2 separate regions of the Mus musculus genome follow, and region 1 is linked to region 2. Evidence: chromatin contacts called from public promoter capture Hi-C data. All regions are on one chromosome and are shown on one strand. The core of a region is the stretch at or near the end of the contact, and the rest is flanking DNA. Distances in the headings are between cores, read along the strand shown. Region 1 holds the start of Abhd2 (abhydrolase domain containing 2). Region 2 holds the start of Klhl25 (kelch-like 25).

Region 1 (3,340 bases), core at 4-2,503, 3.4 Mb after region 2:
AAGTAAAGCAATCCTCCTGCCTCAGCTTCCTGCTGGAATAACAAACAGGAGACCGGTGCTGGCTCCTCCTCCTTGAGTTGGCTCATGCTTTCCTTGTCGGGGTCCGGAAATGTATTAAGAGAAAATTTAACATTGCTTCAAATCTAAATTCCTTCCTCTGGCTATGTGTTCCTTCTGTCTCCTGCCTCTTCTCTTGGAGCCACACTGCGTGCCTTGGCAGTGTGTCGGTGGCTGCCTCACTGGAGCTCCCTTTCGGGTTGTCAGTATTCTCTCCATCAGGCACGTGCCGTTGCGAACAGAGCCTCAGGTTCACAGAATGGTAGAACCCAGTCTAGGTGCATGGATGGAGAGGGTGAGTGATGAATAGCTAGTCTTGATAAACGCCCGTGGAACACCACGCACTGTACTGATCTTCTATCAGCAACCAGCACTTACCAAATATAGTCAGTGAGAACTCTAAAAGGCTAAAAGGCACGGCCAAGACTGCAGTCTGACTTCAAAGGTCACTTCTTCCAAGTGGCCTCCAACCACAAGGGCTGGTTAAAAGCTGAAAGATCATAGGGACTGTAACAGGTCCATAAAGTCCTGCATGTTCCCACCCACTTCCCTAGCTGAAAGAGGTCAAAGGCTGCTGCCTCCACCTCTTTGTCGCCTCCACCTCTTGCTTTCTGGTTTAGTGACTCACCACCTCTGCTCTACTAAGTTAGGACTCCACACTTCAAACACCTACGTCCTGAGCTACAGGTTCATCTTCCTGGGCACACCAGTGCTGAGAACCCCACGGCTGGGCTATCTCTTTCCCCAGTTCATCTCTATAAGACTCCGGACCTTTCTGCCCCAGAACTCAGAAAGCCATCACAATAGGCCCTCTCCTCTACTCCGTATCATCAACCATCAAACATAACCCATCCTTTAGCCGGCTCCCCTTATCCCGCCCCTCGGGGAGGACCTTACCCAATAGCATCTAGGCCCACTGGCTAAAGACATCAAAAGTAACCAATTATAGGAGAATTGCCCGCTAAGAATCTCCGCCTCCACCTTGAGGAGCAGTCCTACTGACCAATGGGCCACCATATAGACGCAACAAGCGCGATGAACAAATAGAGTGGCGGCTGGGTGATCCAATGGACACTGGGAGAGCCTTGCTTGGGGGCGTAGCAGAGGCGGTCGTCAGGGGCGTGGCGGCAGTTGCCTGGGCGGGGCCGGTAGCGGCGGGAGCTGCGCTGGCCAGGGGTTCCGGCTGTATTTCTATGAGCGCAGCCGGCAGCTGCGGAGCTGCGGGAACCGGACTCCGGGCGGGTTGGACTGCTGGAGTCAATGAGAGAAGGTAAGACCTCGGCTGGGCGAGTTCCACCAAACAGGGATCGCGCCTTGGATGCGTCGGGCCAGAACCCCGAGTTACCCGGTCCCCAGCGTGGCTCGGCCCATCGCGCCGCAGCTTGAGTGCTCCGGATCCGTGGGGACTGTTTGGGGGACTGTCACCTGGCACTGCGGGGATCTAGAGGGCCAGCTTGTCTGATGACGGGGCAGCCCAACCCATTGGTGGGATACGCCTTCCTAAAGGTCCTTTGTCCTCTCCTGCTCGAGGAACCGAGGTTGGGGACAAGGCCGACGGAGGCCTCCTGGCTGCCATCCCTCGCTCTGATCAATGCTGAAGTCTTGGTCCTGGGGGAGGTATCTGGCCGGCCAGACTCAGGGTAGAGAGTGCAGGATGCTGGAAACCTGAAAGGGCCTGACTACAAGCCCTTTCGATGGGCCGATGCATTTTGGGATCCCGGGGCTCACCTACGACCGATGGGTTCAAGTTGTAGGGAAGCAATTTTTGACCTACTTGGAGGCGCACTTTATTGAGCTTGTGGGGCAACTGTTCTAGGTGCTTCGTGGGCTTTCCCCACAAGATCTGTCCAGCAGCGCCCCGGGCTGCCTGCCAGGCCGAGCAGCCAGAGCATCGACCTTGGAAGTGCCTAGCCAGAGGCCAGATGATAGCCACCTGTCTGGGATGCTTAGGAAGGGGAGAATTGTATGAGCCATCTGTGAGGCCCTTCTCCATCCACCCATGCACTCTGAACAACATTTATTGACTGTATCGAGGATGGGACTTACCGGAGTTGGCTAGATTCCAAGGGGATGTTGAATACACCCATAATGATCTTTTTTGAGGTCTTAGCTCTCAAATGCATGTGTGCATGCCTGCGTACAAATGGAATAGATTATATTGAATGCTGAGTTAATCAAGTGGTTCACCTTAAGTGCGCAGTTGGGGGTTCCACTTTCTGGTTCCTCTTTTGTGGTGCCCTCACCTCCAGCTGGTCAAGTTTTACCTGGCCCAGAGGCAGGTTCCAAGAACAGGCTTGGGAGAGATTGCAGGATTGGCAGAGTCAACATGATCTGTGCCCAGAGCTTTTCAAGGACCATTGGGTTACAGTCACACTAAGCAGAATGCATTTCCCCTCCTCACTGCCTCCCCTCATTTGCTTGACTAGGAAGGACATAATCCTCTGAAGGTCGGGAAGCAGAAGAAATAATTATAACCCGCTTTACCCAGGTGAAGATAAATGAAGCTTTGTCCGGGTAGGCAGCCAAAAGCAGCTCAGTCCACGCTGCTGGCGGTCAGCATGATATTTAGAAGCCAAAAGGCTGATGCTCATCTAACTCTTCCCCCTTATTGTACGGATGAAGAAACCTAAGGCCTGGGGTAGTCACAGCTGGCTGGTCATCACAGGGTCAGGACTAAGAGTTGTTCCATCCCTTGAACCCTAGGTCTAGGCAGGACATGATTTGAATTCTACTTCCGGCAGAGTTCTCATTCTTGAAGTTCTAGATGAGTCCAGAGGGGGTAGAAGCTCAGACTTTGGCATCTAAGTGCTTGGGTTTAAATCTTCGTTCTGCCTCTTCCTAGCTGTGTGACTTGGGGCAAGTTATCCAACTTCTCTGTATCAGTTTCCTGGCCAGTAAGGCAAGGAATGATGCTGGTACTTTGGTTAAAAGATTAGAGAAATATGCGCTATTGGGACCACTAGAACAGTGCCTGGCGTATGGTCACCATAACAGGTTTGCTAAATAGCGTGTGGTCGCCTTTCCATGTAACTTTCCATTATCTCCACCACCCAGGATTTTTTTTCACCCTTAAACACCGTCTAGATTTTAACATGATCTTCATAATCCCACCACATTTTAGTTCCCACCTTATACCCTCCCTGAGACACCAGTCATCCTGAAAGGGATTAAAAGTGAATCTCTCAAAGTGGTAGACAAAAGTCCCCAGGATCTCAGCCTACACTGGTGTCTTTCCAAATCCGAATTCTTTCCACCCAGCCTCCCTCTCCAGTTGTCAGTGTGA
Region 2 (3,455 bases), core at 93-2,592:
TGTAGCTGTACAGATGGTTGTGAACCTTCATGTGGTTGTTGGGAATTGAATTTTTAGAGTCTCTGCTCGCTCCGGCCCAAAGATTTATTATTATACATAAGTACACTGTAGCTGACTTCAGACGCACCAGAAGAGGGCGTTCTCATTACAGGTGGTTGTGAGCGCCACTCCCCAGCTCATCTAGTAACTCTTAAATGAACTAATGGATGCGTTGGGCAAGTGTGATGTCTACTCTTGATCCTCAACTTGATTATATCTGGAGTAGCTAAAACCCAAGCAGCTGGGCTCACCTGTGAGGGATTTTTTCCTGGTTGGATCATTTGAGATAGGAAGACCCTTTTTTTTTTTTTTTTGAGCCAATTTCATTCTTTTTTTTTTTTCCATTTTTTATTAGGTATTTAGCTCATTTACATTTCCAATGCTATACCAAAAGTCCCCCATATCCACCCACCCCCGAAGACCCACCCTAAATCTGGGCACCTTCTAGCGGCAGCCTGGAAAAAGGACCTGGAAGAAGCAAGCTTTTGCTCTTTGTCTGCCCTTAAGTTTCACAGGTAGGGTCATTCTTTCATTGTATTATAGCCAACTTCTTCTGAATTCCAAGGTATACTGAAGACCAGCTGAAGCATCCAGCCTCGTGGACTGACAGTTGGACTCTCAGACGTTATATCCGGAGACAGCCATTGTTGGGCTACCCCGGCCACAGCCTGAAAGTTACTCTAATAAATTCCATATGTGTGTTGTATGTATGTATGTATGTATGTATGTATGTATAGATATAGATTTACTCTATCAGTTTTGTACCGCTGAGAGTTCTAATAGTGAAGGATATTTGAAGGGTTAAAAAAAAGTTTAGGAAGAAATTTCCACCGGCTTGACAGAACAGCTGAAGCTTAAAGTCCTCTCCCTTGAAATCTGGGAATTCCCAGTATAGACAGGGATTCGTGTCTGTAGAAATTCCCTCGCATCGAAACTAGCCGGGAGGGAAAAAGGATTTCCTTAACATAGGAGCGATTAGATTGCTGGTCTTTAAAAAGATCAACAACGGCTGTGATTCGGTAACAGAAAGAAGAATGCGTGTGATCGACAAAGACCTTCCTTAAGAGAAGCTCTAGAACAGGTCGTGTTGCTTTCTCCCAACTCTGGCCACCAGAACAGAAAGGCAATGGCCTGTCCCTTTAAGAATCTGGTGGCAGTCGCTTTCCTCTCCCCGCCCCGCCTTCCGCGGCACCGATGGCCTGGACGACCGTCCCTTTCTTCTCACGCGACTGTATTACGGGTCAGTCGACCCATCCGTCACAGAGGCGCGGTTTATGATTGGTTGCTGCGCTTCGGGCCGCGAGGCGGGGCGGGAAGGCCGGAGAAACTAGTTTGTTGGCAGCGCCCGTGCGGTTCGGCTACGGGATCGCGGCCGGGACTGGTGAGCCGGCCGGGGGCGGCGGCAGCGGCGGGGACTGCAGAGCCTGTGGGGCCGCACGGTGAGGATCAGGTCGGAACTTGTCACCGGGACAGCGAGCGATCCTGCTCGAGGATCGCCGGGCAGGGCGTAGGACCGCAGGCCCAGTTCACTGGGTCGGGGAAGTGGGTGCTGACCTGGGAGCGCCCCTCGATCGAGCTTGGGGACCCCGTACTGTTATGTTCAGAGCTCCCGCCAAGGGAATGAATTGTTTTCCAAACGGATGTTACGCGCAGGAGCGGCTACCCTCTCCCGGGAGTGTTTGATTCATTGAGTCCGCTGATTCTCTTTTTTAAAAAAATTACTATTGATCCTAGAAAGAGGAAACTGCTTGTCTTCGAGGATGCGAACCGTGCAGCTTTGTGCACACACCTAGCCAAGGTCCCCGCGACTTGCTTGTACCTAGCCAGGGCCGAGGGGTTAAACCAGGGAAGAGTAGACAGCAGGGCCTGGCCGTGTGGCCCGCAGCATAGGGTCCTTCCTGTCTGGAAAGTTGTCTATCAAGGGAGAGTGGTGACACTCCCGGAGCCATACGCCCCTACCTACCCAGGTGGTGGCCGATCTGGCAGGGCCGTAGCAAGTAGTCCACCCCCCCCTCCCCCCGCCATCCCATTCCCCTCCTCCCATGCGTTGCCCTGGCGCGAGAATTCCGCTGTGGTCTGCAAATCCCCACTGGACTAGTCTCCTTCATAGCTGTATTAGAAGCTTTTTCCTACTCGGGAATTGTGCCTACTGGGGCACCAGACACTTGGGTGCAAGTGCCTCAAGGACCTCAAAGTGGATTCTCACAGTCTTACTTTTTTTTCTTTTTTTCCTCTCCCGGTTTTAGTCTTGTTATAAACGTCAGGCCAGCCTTGAGCATGAAATCTCTGGTCCCAGTCTCCTGAGAGCTGGGTTTATAAGCAAGTGCCACCTTACCAATCTGGGAGACTTTCTAGAGACTCGAGCACAGGAAGTTGGGGGGAGGGGCGGACTCTCGGGGGCTTTGTAGTTCATCTGTACTTTGGGGAGACCAGAGGCCAAGTTGCTTTGGCCAAGGTTCATTGGGCACTAGTTCTCCCTCCATGCTCAGGGCAGGACAAGGTATGCCAGATGTCTGGGCTCTTCACCCCTGGAGTAAGACGGGGAGGGAGGGGCACTTGGCACCTGACCCTCTAGTTTGCTGAGCCTCTTTCATAAGCGGCACAGTTATGCTGGGAGGACTTTTTATGGGTGTTGCTGAAAGCTTGTGTCAGGGGACAGAGGAGGGAGGACCCACGGTGCTCTTATCCTACAGTAGATTTGGTCCCTCTAAGACAGGGTTGTGGAGATCACAGGCTTTGTCTGTGGAGATGGGCAAAGTCACTTTTGTCCCAGCCCTGTAATTATTGATATTTCAGCTGAGTCCTTTATCAGCAAGCCAGTCCAGGGAGATTGTTCAAAAAAATTGTGGAGGATGGACAGACGAAATCTTTTTCATGGGCATCGAACTGCAACTGGGTTCCTTGCGCCATGCAGCGGTGCAGGATCCGTGTGCAAGTTGTGTGTTCCACGGTGGCTCAGTTCCTGTTGATGGCATCTTAAGCCTGTGCCACCAGTGTAGGGAGAGAAAAGTAGGAAGACAAAAAGAAATGCCCCCGTGTGCGCTGTAAAGTAAATGCATCCTTCCTGTCTTAGAGGGAGGAGGGCGGCCTGGAGCAGTGAGCTTGCTATGTATGCAGAGACGGCTTTAGTCAAACTAATCATTTGAGCAGATGATATTGAGACCCTGCTTTCAGAAAGGAGGAGGTGCTGGCTCATGGATGGGGACCTTGATACATCAGTTTGCAGAACCCCAGGGAGCAGGTAACAGGAAGCTGGAGAGAAGGATGAAGGCTTCTTGGAGAGAGAAAAGGAAAGCCAGCATGAGCCTACCAAACCTTCATTCCATGCCCTGGTTGCAGCCATTTTTTCTAGCCATCCATCCACACTCTCCCAGGGCCAGCTCTAGGATGGGCAGCTGTCCAGGTTCATTGGAGGA

The links. Promoter capture Hi-C pulls out the DNA fragments that hold promoters and counts their contacts.
Region 1: a promoter capture Hi-C map of liver shows a contact between it and region 2, with 5 times the contacts expected there. The contact joins the promoter of Abhd2 here to the promoter of Klhl25 in region 2. A contact is called at or near these places in 3 of 39 promoter capture datasets (cranial neural crest, liver and pre-B cells) and 1 of 484 Hi-C or Micro-C datasets (B cells).

The regions. Positions count from the first base shown.
Region 1 is chr7:79,272,013-79,275,352 of GRCm38.p6, forward strand. It overlaps Abhd2 (abhydrolase domain containing 2), which reads left to right and starts at 1,254. Exons shown (of 11, transcript NM_018811.6): 1 at 1,254-1,327. Gm31510 (predicted gene, 31510) reads right to left here and starts at 1,017. Exons shown (of 2, transcript NR_169073.1): 1 at 955-1,017.
Region 2 is chr7:75,846,996-75,850,450 of GRCm38.p6, forward strand. Klhl25 (kelch-like 25) reads left to right here and starts at 1,343. Exons shown (of 3, transcript NM_001122780.1): 1 at 1,343-1,478. Gm51489 (a long non-coding RNA gene) reads left to right here. Exons shown (of 3, transcript XR_003946804.1): 3 at 605-717.